5 separate regions of the Mus musculus genome follow, and regions 1, 2, 3 and 5 are each linked to region 4. A link is a contact called in public ChIA-PET, HiChIP or PLAC-seq and Micro-C data. All regions are on one chromosome and are shown on one strand. Each heading gives the region's core, a stretch centred on a gene start, on an enhancer-like site or on the middle of the called end of the contact. The rest is flanking DNA. Distances are from core to core; before and after follow the strand shown. Region 1 has its middle 10 kb from the start of Gm41171. Region 2 has its middle 30 kb from the start of Gm35247. Region 3 overlaps Gm35419 (a long non-coding RNA gene). Region 4 has its middle 64 kb from the start of Gm35307. Region 5 has its middle 30 kb from the start of Gm46480.

Region 1 (2,700 bases), core at 68-2,567, 130 kb before region 4:
AGGGCCCTGTTGGAAGAAGCAACTCTGTTTCTGGTAGGATTTCAGGTACCCCACCCTTTAACTAACTTTCTTTCTTTCTTTCTTTCTTTCTTTCTTTCTTTCTTTCTTTCTTTCTTTCCTTCCTTCCTTCCTTCCTTCCTTCCTTTCCTTCCTTCCTTCCTTCCTTCCTTCCTTTCTTTCTTTCTTTCTTTCTTTCTTTCTTTCTTTCTTTCTTTCTTTCTTTCTTTCTTTCTTTCTTTCTTTCTTTCTTTCCTCTCTTTCTCTTTTTCTCTTTCTTCTTTCCTTCCTTCCATCCTTCCTTTTTATTTTTTTCCTTCTGATGCCAAAAACAGAAAGAAAAATCAAGGTATTTATATTTTGTGACTGTAAACAGTAACAACCAAAGTTAAGTTTTACAGCGGTAAGGCTTCTTTTATTTATTTGAAAACCTGTACTGACCTCAGGACTGTTCCCCCACACCCCTCTGCCTCCCAGAGCAGAGTGGGCTTGTCTCCATCATGAGCACTCAGCTGGCTTCCCTGTTCCTTCCAGGTGGTGTTAAGGTCCAAGAAGTTTCCCTAGCCCTCCCCCAAGCAGGAAGAAGCAGTGTGTGTGTGTAAGAAAAAACATCAGCAAAGAAATATGGCTAATGTTACACAACCGAGCACAACCACTACAACAAAAAAAAAAAATCCCAGTGTGTGTTAAAGAGTCTGAGAAACACAACTGTGAAAAGAGGGAGGGGGCAGGGAGAACAGGAAGGATAAAAATACAGTTACAACAGGAAGGAAATGGAAAATAAATAAACGAAATTCCTTTACTCAGACCGAGCCTCTGGAGGGACCGTGCTAGAAGGCATGGGGGGGGGGTGGTAAGATTCATATAGGACTGTATAATTTATGGGGGGTTCCTCTCAAATCAATTGGAAAAAGACAGCCTACCAAATTCATGGGGGGCTCGTTTGGCTTTTCTTCTTCGTATGCAGCCAGGTTTTCTGGCTGTTTAGATTTATGACTTGTAGATTATTTATTTTGTTCCTGCTGAGGTAAATAGCTCCATGCCGGGGGCATTTATGATTATTGTGTAGAGGACCATAGATGATGAATTACTTCCTTTCATCTGTCTCTTGACCAAAAAAGAAAAAAAAAAGTCTGTTTTCCTAGCAATTGGACTTTTAATGTGTGATGGCTTACGCCACCCCCACCCCCCTTCTTGTAGTGTGATTGCAGGTGTAGCACAGATGGTTCCCATTCGTGGAGGTTTGGTGGCTTAGAGGTTAGACCTTGCCTGTCCACATGAGGCCTGAAAAGGGAAGTCACTGTATTTAACCAGATGGAGGAATTTGTGGCTGAGCTTTAAGCCAGCCACACCTGCCATGTCAGTCTAGCCACTGGGAACTTGTAGACACACACTGCGTCGCAGAGGGCTTAAGCTTCTCTAATACCTTTCCTTTAAAGCCTCCGTGCACGTTTCTGATCTGTCTGAGAGGGAACATCTTCAACTCTGACTTAAAAATAATTTGACTTTTCTCCCCCAGCAGCCTGGGTAACATCCTGTGCTTAGCCGTTTGTAGACTCTGTGTAACACAACGCTGGCCCGCTTCTAAGAAAGATATGACTTCTTGTGCAGCTGTTTGGGCATTAGCACCATTTTCTGATTAGATTTGAGGTCTACTCCATGGGCGGGTAGTTTGCCTGGCATTCTAAACTTAGTCAAAAGCCTCTGGCTTGAGAGGGCATAGGCCACAGGGGAGAATCTACTCATGTTTTGCTAAATGAACACATTGGTCAAACTACCTTCTAAATACTTATCCTTCTCTCCACAGACTCATGCTGCTCTCAAGTTTGGGCCCACAAGAGGTTCTTTGTCTTTTTGTAGTGAGCTTGTCAATGGAGAGACTTATATTTGGTCAAAGTGCAGCGATCCAAGCAACCATTGAGTGCTCAGATTTAAGTGGACATTCATGTCACCCTCTCCAAGGCCCAGGTGACGTTGTGGAATCAGGGATGAAAGACTGCATTAGTGAGGGGCTGAGAAGGAGTGCTATGAACTACTAGACATGACACAGCTGCTGCAATCAAGAATACACAATAGCTTTGGCTGCCTGCCCACGATAGGGTCTTTCAACACCCCATCACGGGTAGCAAGGTGTCCATATGGCCTTGCCCCTTCCCAAGGAGCTATTAGTGATTAGTGGTTGCAGGGGAAAGAGTGTCATTTTTGTCAATGGTGTACCCACTGGTCAGTTGTCCTATGCCAGCACACAACACTATCCATGCTCGTAGAATCAACCCTAATTAAATCAGGGGGTCAAAAGAAAACATGAGAGCAGTAGGGGGCTACTTGGACTGAAGACAGGGCTTAGAGGGAGGGAGGGGGGGATGAGAGATAGCAATAGAGGGTAAATAATAATCACCATATGTATACATATGAAACTGTCAACAATAAATAAAGACTAAAGCAAGTAACTTCAAGTAAAGTTCAGGTAGCAGCTGGCTACTGAGCATGCTCAGGCGTGTCTTGTCTGAACTGTGATGTGTAGGAATACCTGTTGGGTTTTGGAGACTTAGCATAAAAAAATAAAGTAAACAGTGTTGTTAATAATGTGTATGCAGATTTATATGCTAAAATGTAATATTTTGGCTATAGTGGGATAAATAAAATATGTCATTTGAATTAGTTTCATCTGTGTTGTCTTTTTCTTTTTCAAATGCGGCTACG
Region 2 (2,700 bases), core at 122-2,621, 180 kb before region 4:
CCTGTGGACAGCAATAATGACCAGGGGGGCAAGACATACCTATGGGTGCGGTAGAGGCAGGCAGGTCACAGGAGTAACCAACTGCTTCGTGGTTGGACTTAAGGCCTGTTCCAAAGGGCAAAACACTTGCCTGGTTCTGTAAAGGAACCAATGGTTGGGTGAGTGAGTCACAGGCTTCAGGAGGTGAATCTGTTTACTATTGATCTGCTAAATGGACAGTATGGAGCTATTCTCTATATTTATATGTCTACATCTGTATATTAGTGGAGACCTCATTAGAGAAGTTGCTTTGCACAGTGGGCATGGTTAATGCAGAGAGTCACTACTGGTCCAGGTACAGAGAGTATCAGTGAGGTGCTCAGTCACAAATGGGACATCTACACTGTACCCTGTCTCCAAGACTCAGGGAGCATCACAGAAGAGGAAGTGGGAAGTCGTAAGAGCCAGGGGTTGGGAGACTAGAGCAGAGCAGCGTCTTCTGCACATGACAGGACCCTCAGTGATGCTGAGAAGAAGATGAGAAGTTTAGGTGAAAACGCATGTCTTAAGCTTTAAACCTTTCTATGGTGTATCTATTTACACATCAATCTTTTGCATGTATCATATCATATGAATGAGCATATATTATTCTACTGCAGTAGAAAAGTTGAATTTTTGATGGTTATCTGAAATATCATATTTATATCTAACTAAGAGTACATCAAGAGTTAAACACTGTAAGCCTGACTTAAAATAATTTTATGACAGTATTGTTGTTTATTATTATTAACCTTAGTAAATTGCCTAAAAATACCCATTGTTATTATCATAAGAACAATTTTCAAGTTCATGTCCGCTTCCTTTTCAAGATACAGTTAAGTTTATCATTCTAAATGCTCTAAAGTCATGCCAGGTGTGGTGATGCACACCTTTAGTCCTAGAACTCAAGAGTCAGAGGCAGAGGCAGGTGGATTTCTGTGAGTTCCAGGCCAGGCTGGTCTACAAATAAGTTTCAGGACACCCAGGGCTGTTACATAGCACAACCCTGTCTTGAACATTGCCCCCCTCCCCAAAATAAATAAAATGCTCTGAACACAAAGTGGCCTTAGCTTTGAGCAAAACCACAATCCTTCTGTAGGCAGCGGTCCTGTTAAATCCATTATGAGGAGTCCCAGTGAGAGCAGAGGAGAAATTTGTCCTTTCAGACTAAGAAAACAAAAGCGGGAGATGGAGGCTTGAGAACAGGAAAGCACCCCAATTCTCTGCAGCTGGGGGTTCCCATGTGTATTTCTGCTTCCTGTCTTGGGAGTCTGCCTTTTACAGCTCAGTGTTATACAGTGTGCATTTGTCACTGTCACCTCAGGTGCAAGCAGGATGGTAGGCTGTGGGGGGTGACTGCACGTTTCCTGAGAAGGCACCTTTTAAGGGTTTACTTCTGGAGCTGTAGGCAGCAGTAGAAAGAGCTTCCTGGAAGACAAGCTATAGCAGTATATGACTGCCCGCGAAGGAGCCTAATTTTACTAAACCACCCAGAAGAGGCCAATAAAGCTAAGTGTTCATTCACATCAACACTCTCAAATGTATAGCGGGTAAGACCTGCTTCGGGAGCCTTTGGTCTGTTGATTCTAACCTAACCTGGGGAGCAGTTAGAGAGGGTACCACAGGAACCACTTCACATTTTCTGTGAACTTGAACTTACCAGTGGAGAAGGAAGAAGTGATGTGGAAAGAAACTCAAGGTGTATGGTTCTTGAAGATGGAATGCTGGGGCAAGGCAGAGAAGAGAAACAAGACTGGGAGGTGTTTAGGAGCCTGCTTTACTCTGGGTGGAGTCATTGGCTTACTGCATCACAGGTCAGGGTTTCTCAGTTGGGTGCCCGAGCATCATGAGTGCTGCTAGCAGCCAGACCTCAGTTCCCCCAAGTGACACATCTTTCAACTTCAGCTGTGTGGTCGGGCTGCTCCCAGATTCCATGGAAATTCCTATTCTTTTCACACTTGAAAATTGTTTCCAAACAAGTGTTTCCTTTTAACATCCCCAAAGCAGGATGACTTTGTGAGTTTTGTGTTGCTTCCAACTCTGTCAGTGTTTGAGACCTCAAATCAGTCCCAATATCCCACCACTGGCTTTCCCCAAAGAGTCTCTGATGATGTATGCAGTCACTTTGGGTTCCGCCTGTTTATGGCCGTTACCGTGCCCTCACAGCCCTTTCCCATTTGCCATGGTCCAGGAAGCACCTTTGATTACCAGGGGTCTCAGCGGTTATTACTTTTGTTTCATCTTACGGAAAGGAGGTAGGAGCAGGGTAGCAACTGCGTATTGTTAGAGTTCTGAGGAAGCAAAGCCACGGGGCAAAAATCATCATATGGAGGCAGCTCAGCTCAGCGTAGTAGAAGCCAGTTCTTTAGAACAGCCCCTGACTGGTCTCTCCTGCTGCTGTTGGAGTCATGTGGACATACAGACATCAGTCTGTATGTTGTCATACACGCGCTTGAACAACAACGGCTGGACCATCTCCTTACATCTTCTCATGTGAATGCGCATGCCTGGTTCTCTAGGGCACGTCCTCTTGGAGACCGCTCCTCCCCACCCCATGGCACTGTGCCCAGCCCACTTTCCCTCTTGTCGGACTGTTACATCATCGCATCTTACTTGTCTGCCTAGCGCTTACTTCCCTCTTGTGTATTCATTAGCTGACTTGTTTATTGTGTCTTCACCAAT
Region 3 (2,700 bases), core at 66-2,565, 190 kb after region 4:
ACAATGAAAGTTTCCGTCTTCCCATCTCACCATCTTTAGTTGAGGTCTGGTCTGTTCCTTCCCCTCATGCCGGCAAAGTGGTTGCTGCACCCCCTCAACACATTATGCTCAGAAAGCAGGAAGAAAATAAAATGGGAACTAGGAAATGGCAGCAAATTGTTCCCAGAAACTCTGCGTATACATTGTTAACTATAACTTTGTCACATAGCCACATGGAATTGCAACATCAAACACCTCTTACACAGAAAGAGACGGGGTGGGGGTGGGGGTCGTAGAATTCATGCAGCATGAAGGTAGCTGAGATGCCTGTTTAAGGGAAGGGAGAGAATCAGCTGGGGGGGCGGGGGGGGAAGTGGGTGGTATGGAGGGGTGAGGGTGGTGAGGAGCGGGGAGGCTGGGTGGATTGGTAGTAGAATTCATGCGGCATGAAAGTAGATGAGATGCCTGTTTAAGGAAAGGGAGAGAATCAGCTGTGGGGGGGGGATTGGGGGGGTATGGAAGGGTGGGGGGGTCAGGTATGAACTAGAACAGCCCAATGACTCAGATGTGGAAGTGCTGGGGAGAAACCTGCTTCCTTGCATGCTGCCTTTCGAATTCACAAAACAAATACCAAAAATAAAAACAAGGTTTCATTGGTACGGATGAAAGGGAGAAGGACTGGTGTGGGCCACTGCTCACCCTCCAGCCAGAGATGGAACTGTCCCTGTGAGAAGTGTTCAGTCTGAAATGGCAAAGGCTCCACTTTAGAGCTTCAAGAGTCATGTTTCCAGCTTAGGGAAGTAGCCATGCCCAAAAGTCTGATGCAAATGTCTAGAAAGCCCCACGAGGTAAGGGAGATAGATCCTCCCTCCCAACAGCCTTTAAAGTCCTTGCTTCCAGCTGTCAGGAAGGCCTCGCTGCCAGCTTTGGTAGCTTCGTGATGGGAGACTTTTATTGTGCGCCTTGACACCCGTGAGGGACAGTTAAGTTTACACTTGGCTCTTTGCCTTGCCTAAACCAGTGTTTCTCAACAAGCCTGAGCGAGCTGGGAGATGTGGCAACCTTCCCGCTCCCACAGTAACACATAGAGAGCCCAGGGCATCTCTGGAGCAGATACTCTCCTTCCTCGGCCTCAGGATGTTTCCAGATGTCTCCCCACCATGATCCTGACACTCAGCCCTCTGATTAGGGGTCCTTTTGGCTTGACACCTCGAGCAGAAGGTTCAATATAGGAGAAAGGGTGACAGCAATGAACAGTCAAATGGAGTCGCTGCTCCTAGAACCACATAAGTTCCCCGTGTGACAAACTGTTTGGGGTTGTGTGAGCTGTTTCTGCATTGTGGTTAGAAGACTGAAGAGAGGGGAGGGAAAAAGGCTGTTTTATCAGCTTCAGGACAGTGAGTGTGGCTTATGCTGGGACCGTTTCTTTCCTTATACTCCTGGTCACCATCTCACCATCTAATTCAAACTCAAAGACAGATAGCCTGCTTACTGCTGGGCCCCACTTCCAGCTTGGGACAACATAGGGAGGACAGCCCACCCGAGGCAGAATGTACTACTGGAAGGGGCCTATACACAGATGTCCACCAGAGCATATGCTGGGAAAACATTCCTGGACTCATTACTCGGTGATTCCTTTTATAATGACTGTCCAGGAATTCTAACCAAGGTTCCAAGGAGGCAGCTGACCTTCTGTCGGAAGGTTAATAAATACTAGGATTGGGACAACAAGCAGCCATGTTCCTCAAAGTATCCTCATGGCTCTGAGAATGGAGGATAGGACCCCAGACTTTGCTTTCTAAGAGACCACTGTACAGTTCAGGTGGCCCTGAGGGGTTCCTTGTCTTTGTCACCATGAGCTGTTTATAGCCTAGAAAAGCCTAATGAAGTGTGTGTGTGCATGTACATGTGCGTGTGTGTTATGTTGTATGTGTGTGGGGGGGGGGGTTGGCTTTGGTGTGGTGACAAGAATCACCACATTGTGATCAAAAGCTCTGTAACAGTTATGCAGCTTGGGAAAGATTTTTATGCTTGATGTTTGATAGAGGCCAGAGAATTTACTAGAGAGCAAAGACTTCAGATGTTGATAAAGGATCTCAAGTATTGAAAGGGAAAAGAGGATGTATTCCTACCAGAACAAGAAGGGTGAGGGTACCCCCAGAAGTCTCAAGTATCCTTTCTTCCATTTTCTTCCTTTTGTGTGGCATCAACTGTCAAAGGCTAATAGACAGCTACCTCTGAAGATGAGGCTGCCTGCAGCCGTGTGTTGCTAAATGAGATAAAAGCCCCATGGCTTCTTCCAGTTCTGGGACTCCTTGGCCTGGTCTGGATGCCTGAGTGGTTCCACCACTCTGGGTGGCTGTAGATGGAGTCTTCTCTTTATCAAGTCCTCTGGAAGGAACAGACGCTTGTCACCAGAGTGTGAAGGCCTGAAGAGACATCCTCCTGTCACAGTGGTGGGAAGAGAAGCTGGCCCTGCTCTTTCATTCAGCTCTGGAGTCAGTGCAGACTCAGCAGGCTGGTGTGGCTACTAGGCAGGTTGGCTTCAAGACAAGCTCCCTAGCTCTCACCAGACTCTCAAGGCCTCTGACACACTGAAGATTCAGGAGGCCCCCGGGACGCTCCCAGGTGATTCTGGTAACCAGGATTTAGAACACTTTCTTAAGATTTACTTCAACCAGATCCCCAAGGAGTCACTGGGAAGAAGGGTTTTAATCTCCA
Region 4 (2,700 bases), core at 95-2,594:
CACCTCCCCCCCAACCCCCAACAGGAACACCTTATCCTGGTGCCAAAAGATGGTTGAGCAATGATTTATGAGGGACAGCATTTAAGGTACTTATTTGATTAAAAAAAATTAACACACACACACACCATAGACCATGACCTCAAGAATAATCAGCCCTGATAAAGGAAGGGTCCTGACAGCTATATGTTTTTTTTTTTGTTAAAGATTAAGAATTCAAGTCCATTTGTCTATCTCCATTCATATGCGATGTTACCAAGGGGAAAAGACTACCTTTGTGGGATTCTAATACTTGCTTCTAAGTAACTGAAGCCATGTCAGCACCAGAACCCAGACCCCAACTTCCCAAATGATTGGGATTGAAGGGGATGCCTTTTTTGGTAGGGATGAGATCTGGTATGCCCACTGCCTCCCTTAGGAGAACCTTTCTTGGTTGAGCCAGAATGTTCTGTTCTACAGGAGTGAGGCTAGGGGTAATCTTGGGTTGAGCAATGACTGTATTGTTTAGAGAAATGACCAAAGACTGACCTACATATGGGTAGGACTAAGTAAGCATACATAGTCAATGGACTCAGGAACCCACCCATCACTGCCCCAACACCACCCTCACCCCCGACCCCTGACCCCTGACTCCCTGGCTGCCAGGGTGCCGATATGACTTAGAAATCCATGTGTTTTATAGAAGGAGATAGCAGTAATACTTCTTTGGTCGTAGGAGAGCCCTGAGCTTGTTTCTTCAGCTCGCTTTACCCACAAAGTTGTTTGTGGACTAGAACAGACTGCTTTCTGTGGGTTCTTCTCAGCAGTGGAATCCTGCCCCCCACAGCTGCTTAATTGGGCTCAGTCAGACTTTCTGGGTTAGCCATTACCCAGGGCTGCCCTCCTTGGTTACTACTGCCTTGGTTTTAGACAATCATTTGCCAAAGTACTGCTGTGTGATTTTTTGCTTCCTGAATTCCAAGCAATTGTGTTGTATTTTTCCTTCTGTATTCTGGGAAACGGTAAACAATTAGACACCAATGGTTATGTTTAATAAAGCAAAGAATCTGTTCAGAAAAGAGTTGAGCCTACCAACTTCTCTACCGAGGGCCTGGGCTTGGGATTTCCTGCTCTCTTGTTAATGAGCCTTCATTTCTGGTGTCTCAAGAAGCTCTAGATAGAGACAATAAAATAGATACCAATAACCATGGCTCTAAAACATTATATTATGTGTTTTTTGAAGCACAATCTCTAGTATTGGAAGGAAGGGAGGCTGTGACAAAACAGAAGTGTGACGATGTGCTGACTGTCAGCAGGCTAGTTACTACAAAGCAGCATCCGGCCTGCACCAGCCCCATTAGAGCAACTGTCTGCTGTGGGTTTCCTTCACCCAGCATCCAGGAACATGCTGTGATAGTTCCTGGAGCTACTTCCTCTTTCTAAAGACTTTCAGTTAAAAGAGACTAAGTGGGCGTGTGTGTGTGTGTGTGTGTGTGTGTGTGTGTGTGTTGGTGTCATTGAAAGTTATACTGAGTTCTTTGCAAAGGCTCGTGGCGTTAACAGGCTGGAAATTGGATGCAGGGAGGGAAGGTTCTAGCTAAAGTGATTTCTTGCCACATCTGTTAGTGCTAGGGCTTTATTCCATAAAACAGGGATGTGAAAGTAAGGAAAGGACAGGACGTCAGAGTGTGCTGAGGTGGTGAGAGGAATGGTGTGGGCAACTGCATGGCACAGACAAATCAGAAAACCTGCTGACTTTGTGCCTTAGTTAACACTTCTGTTTTCTCTGTTGTCGCTACCAATTTCTGTGGTTAAAGACTCCATGTGGAGGATGGTGGCTCAGAGAATCAGAGCCCGGTTGAAGCGTTGGTTTCCACCTCTTTGGCCCCTTATGGCTAAGACTTTTTCCTGGATGTGATTTGCAAGGTTGAGGCTCATGAGAGGGCTTCCTTTGCTGTGGAAGGATTTGTGTGCAGCCACGGGCTTCACAGCCCTACAGTTATGCCATGTGCTTGAACGTCTTCTCTGAAAGTGAAACTTATTTAAAGGGAAAGCCATTTTCCACTAAAGTTGGAACAGCATGTAACCTGTGACTCTCGCTGTTGGTTGTGGGAACTGTGATGATATTATGTGCTTCTCGGCTGGTGCAGGAAGACATAAGCCTTCGGGATGGGAGCTTCCAGTTCTCCCCCATGGCTCTGTATGACTTTAATGACTTTAATTTCTTTAAATTTTTTTTCAAAAAGGAGTCTCTTATTGTATGACTTGCTAAAGCATAATTCAGATTATTATAGTAAATGCCTTAGCTGATCAGAAATGTCTCCCTTTGTATTATATTAAAAATGAGATTGTAGTTAAATTGCTTTATCCTAAAGGGTCTTTTTCTGGAAGTGAAACCTGTTCTCAGTTAGATCCTGTCTGCGGAGGGTGTGTCAATACTGTTGATGAAAACAAGCATTCTAGAAGATTTTTCCTTGTGTTGTAGTAGTTGGATTAATTTTTATTTTATTTTATTTTATTTTATTTTATTTTATTTTTTGGTGCAGTAATTGACTATGAATGGGGAAAAAAATCTCAGGGCCTTGCCTGTATAGGCAAGAACTTTACCATGGAGCCTATCTTTATGAAAGATTCAGAAATTAGCTTATGAGCCTCCTAAAAGAGATTTTTAAATGACTAAGAAAGTCTTGCAAAGTATGTAAGAGTCATGGGGGAACACACCTT
Region 5 (2,700 bases), core at 54-2,553, 230 kb before region 4:
CTCTTTGCTCAGTGGCTAGTCCAAAAGAAAGGTGTCAGATGACTTGAGGTCTGAGATAGCTAGCCTTGTCTAGAAGTTTTATCCACAGCAATATAAACAAAACAAGACATACCTAATACACAATAACAAAACCCTAAAACAAAAGACTGGCTTTCCTTAGATTCTGTGGCCATTCCTGCTGCTGCTGTCCCCTGTGACTTGGAAGCAGATTTCCTATTCCATTGTTCTTCTATTCTCCCTCTTCTTGGTGGCTACCTGTTGCAGTGCGGCTTAACTGCTCTACACCGTGCCCGAGACTCTTTCCCTGAGCCTAACCATCCGGCTTCTCACCATTCAGCTCATTCTCCTTTCTAGCTTACACCAGCCATTTGGGCTGATGAAATCTTTAGCTTTTCCCAGCCAGACTCTGTGCAGCTAGCTAAAATGACCTTGAACCTATCATCCTGCTTCTACTTCCTGAAAGTGGGGATTGCAGGCCCGAGCTAACTTGGCTTGGCTTCTGTGGTGTTGGGGATGGAAGGCAAGGCTTTGTGCGTGCCAGGGAAGCTCTTTACTACCTGAGATCCATCCAATCCTGCTTCTCTGATCCAATTTTAAAACCTGTCACTTCACCACTGCTAACTCTGGAGGCAGCACATTCCTTTTATGGTGATTTAGAAAACTAGATGTAATTGCTTCATAATGATTTTCTTCCTAGACTTCCTGTTCAGCTCAAAATTTTGTTATCCTCAGGTGTTCACAGCAAGTTGCTAAGGAAAACGCAAAATCTGCCACTAACACAAATAGCCTCTCACAGGAATTTTGGAGTTGATTTTGTTTTAGATAATCTGTCATTAATTGTGTCTCCCCCTCACCACTCCCTCCCACTCTCCCCCCCCCCCATTTCAAGGGTAAACAAGAATTCACTGAGAAATCAGGTGATTAAACTCCAGGTGGGCACTCCTCACAGCTGGGGTGAGTAGCTATTATAATAAGTCACAGAGCTTCAAATGAAAAGCCCTTAAAAACTCTTTAAATAATAAAGCATTTAAGAGTTTGTTGGAATTAAGAAAAAAAAATACATGAAAATACTTCATCAGAAGGAATGAAAAGTTGTTGCCCTCACTGCCTTTCAACATACAGTCAACGATGAGCCCACCACGCTCCAACAGAGAGTACGCTCCAACAGAGAGTACCAAACTCTCGGTCACACAGACAACCGTGCTTTAAAAATCCCTGAACGAAACAAAGGGGCCTGGACATAGGAAAGTGACTTGTTGCAGAGCTGCAGAGCCGGGTGGGGACTGTACAGGAAGGAAGGCGGTAAGGGGGAGGGAGGGTTGAGAGTCATCAAAATGTGTTGTATGTGGGTATGGAACTGTTGAAAAGCAAATTTAGCCAATAAAAAACAAGAGTACACACAAAAATAAAAAGTATTTTCATCATCATGAGAAAAAGTGCAAAGAATTAATTATCCTTGTAAAATTGGAAAATGTTTCATTCGCTAACAATAAAAAATGGCTTTTGCTGGCATTGTTTTTGTTTTAGGAGTAAAAAAAATAATGTAATCCTTATAGAGTCTTACAGGCAAGTAAACTTGTGAGACTTAATTGGACACGAAGTAAATGTGAAAGCTAAATGTGGTTTGGACAGTGCTACACACGCACAACTCTCCTGGTGTAATTTGCATGAAAAGGAAATCAAAGAGCGAGAACTCTCAGGCTGATCGGCTGTGAAGGACTTAATTCAAAACAGTTTTCTGCTTGAAAAAAAGTGATTTATTTTAAATGTACTTTTGAAAAACAAAAGCCTTACTGGTAACCACCATTTTAGGTGTATTATCTCAATGTGGGATTTCAGTAAAAGGTCAAATCTTATAGAAGTATTTTTGGTCTGACTCAGTCCTGATCACAGATAAATTTTATCAAGAAAATGAAACGAGTTGAGCATTTTAAAACCCGGAGAGAGAGCTTGTTTAAAGAGGCAGCACTTCCCCCTCCCTGCCCCCGCCACAATAAAGACTCTAAGGAGAGAACTTTGGTTGAGAAAAATCTAAAATGAACACATTTAGATGCTCCTGTGCAAGTTTTCTGCACACAGGTTAGAATGGTAGTCGGGCTGCTTTGGAGCAAACAAGGCACAGTTGCTGTTTTGTTTTGTTTCAGTTCAATAGGCAAATTGAACTTCCTGCTTTATAACTGCCCTTGATTAAAGTGCTCTATTTTATCCCAGAAGTGCAAGTGGGGAGCTTTAACTTCAGTTTAAACCTTGTTTAACAGTCCCCAGCCCACTTCCCGAGGAACTCCCTGTGGACCATTCTCATTTTTTTTTTTCCAGGATCTAGTATGACTTCTGTATTTGTCATTGGCTAGGGAGCATTCCCAAGCCTGGCCTTGCTGGCAGCTCCCTGGGCTGATGTCCTGACTCACTGTGGGAGAAGACTCTGTCATCCTTGCCAAAAAGGAAGCCCTGACCTGACCAGCCCCTTACTCATTAACCTCAGCTAGTCCAGAGGTTGGAATGAGGGAGCGAAGGAAGCTACCGTAGATCTGTGGATTAAACTGTGCACCAAGGAAAGAGCAAGCAAGCCTCAAGTCCTTGAAAAGGCCCGCTTGCAGGGAGTTGGCGGTGGGGTCGGGGTGGGGTAGTGCAAAGCAGCCTAACTCAGAAGCTCACCAGCCTACAGTAGGGTCAAGCCTTGGTTCACACAGGAACTTCAAG

Evidence for each region. Hi-C and Micro-C count contacts between places; a contact is called where the count stands out from the background. ChIA-PET counts read pairs in DNA pulled down with a chosen protein or histone mark. HiChIP or PLAC-seq counts read pairs in DNA pulled down with a chosen protein or histone mark.
Region 1: an H3K27ac HiChIP or PLAC-seq map of microglia shows a contact between it and region 4, with 6 times the contacts expected there. The contact joins two enhancer-like sites. A contact is called at or near these places in 1 of 484 Hi-C or Micro-C datasets (nephron progenitors) and 1 of 115 datasets of contacts at active chromatin or transcription factors (microglia).
Region 2: a contact with region 4 is called in an RNA polymerase II ChIA-PET map of memory CD8 T cells, with 8 read pairs. The contact joins two enhancer-like sites. A contact is called at or near these places in 3 of 484 Hi-C or Micro-C datasets (bone marrow-derived dendritic cells, liver and nephron progenitors), 3 of 115 datasets of contacts at active chromatin or transcription factors (embryonic stem cells, memory CD8 T cells and neural progenitor cells) and 1 of 9 other capture datasets (embryonic stem cells).
Region 3: a contact with region 4 is called in a Micro-C map of macrophages, with 2.8 times the contacts expected there. The contact joins two enhancer-like sites. A contact is called at or near these places in 2 of 484 Hi-C or Micro-C datasets (cerebral cortex and macrophages) and 1 of 115 datasets of contacts at active chromatin or transcription factors (neural progenitor cells).
Region 5: an RNA polymerase II ChIA-PET map of memory CD8 T cells shows a contact between it and region 4, with 46 read pairs. The contact joins two enhancer-like sites. A contact is called at or near these places in 1 of 484 Hi-C or Micro-C datasets (CD8 T cells) and 4 of 115 datasets of contacts at active chromatin or transcription factors (acute myeloid leukemia, embryonic stem cells, memory CD8 T cells and 1 more).

The regions. Positions count from the first base shown.
Region 1 is chr14:61,835,129-61,837,828 of GRCm38.p6, forward strand. No RefSeq gene overlaps it. Among named protein-coding and RNA genes, the nearest start is that of Gm41171, 10 kb to the right of the region's middle. Within about 2 kb of position 1,318, at least 46 of the 459 cell types and tissues checked have an H3K27ac peak or open chromatin away from gene starts, as enhancers often do. A contact at or near this core is called in microglia, where this site is marked.
Region 2 is chr14:61,786,595-61,789,294 of GRCm38.p6, forward strand. No RefSeq gene overlaps it. Among named protein-coding and RNA genes, the nearest start is that of Gm35247, 30 kb to the right of the region's middle. Within about 2 kb of position 1,372, at least 31 of the 459 cell types and tissues checked have an H3K27ac peak or open chromatin away from gene starts, as enhancers often do. A contact at or near this core is called in memory CD8 T cells, where this site is marked.
Region 3 is chr14:62,162,301-62,165,000 of GRCm38.p6, forward strand. All of the region lies in intron 1 of Gm35419 (a long non-coding RNA gene), which reads right to left. Among named protein-coding and RNA genes, the nearest start is that of Gm35419, 7.4 kb to the right of the region's middle. Within about 2 kb of position 1,316, at least 32 of the 459 cell types and tissues checked have an H3K27ac peak or open chromatin away from gene starts, as enhancers often do. A contact at or near this core is called in macrophages, where this site is marked.
Region 4 is chr14:61,969,922-61,972,621 of GRCm38.p6, forward strand. No RefSeq gene overlaps it. Among named protein-coding and RNA genes, the nearest start is that of Gm35307, 64 kb to the right of the region's middle. Within about 2 kb of position 1,345, at least 136 of the 459 cell types and tissues checked have an H3K27ac peak or open chromatin away from gene starts, as enhancers often do. A contact at or near this core is called in CD8 T cells, macrophages, memory CD8 T cells and 1 more, where this site is marked.
Region 5 is chr14:61,735,293-61,737,992 of GRCm38.p6, forward strand. No RefSeq gene overlaps it. Among named protein-coding and RNA genes, the nearest start is that of Gm46480, 30 kb to the left of the region's middle. Within about 2 kb of position 1,304, at least 136 of the 459 cell types and tissues checked have an H3K27ac peak or open chromatin away from gene starts, as enhancers often do. A contact at or near this core is called in CD8 T cells and memory CD8 T cells, where this site is marked.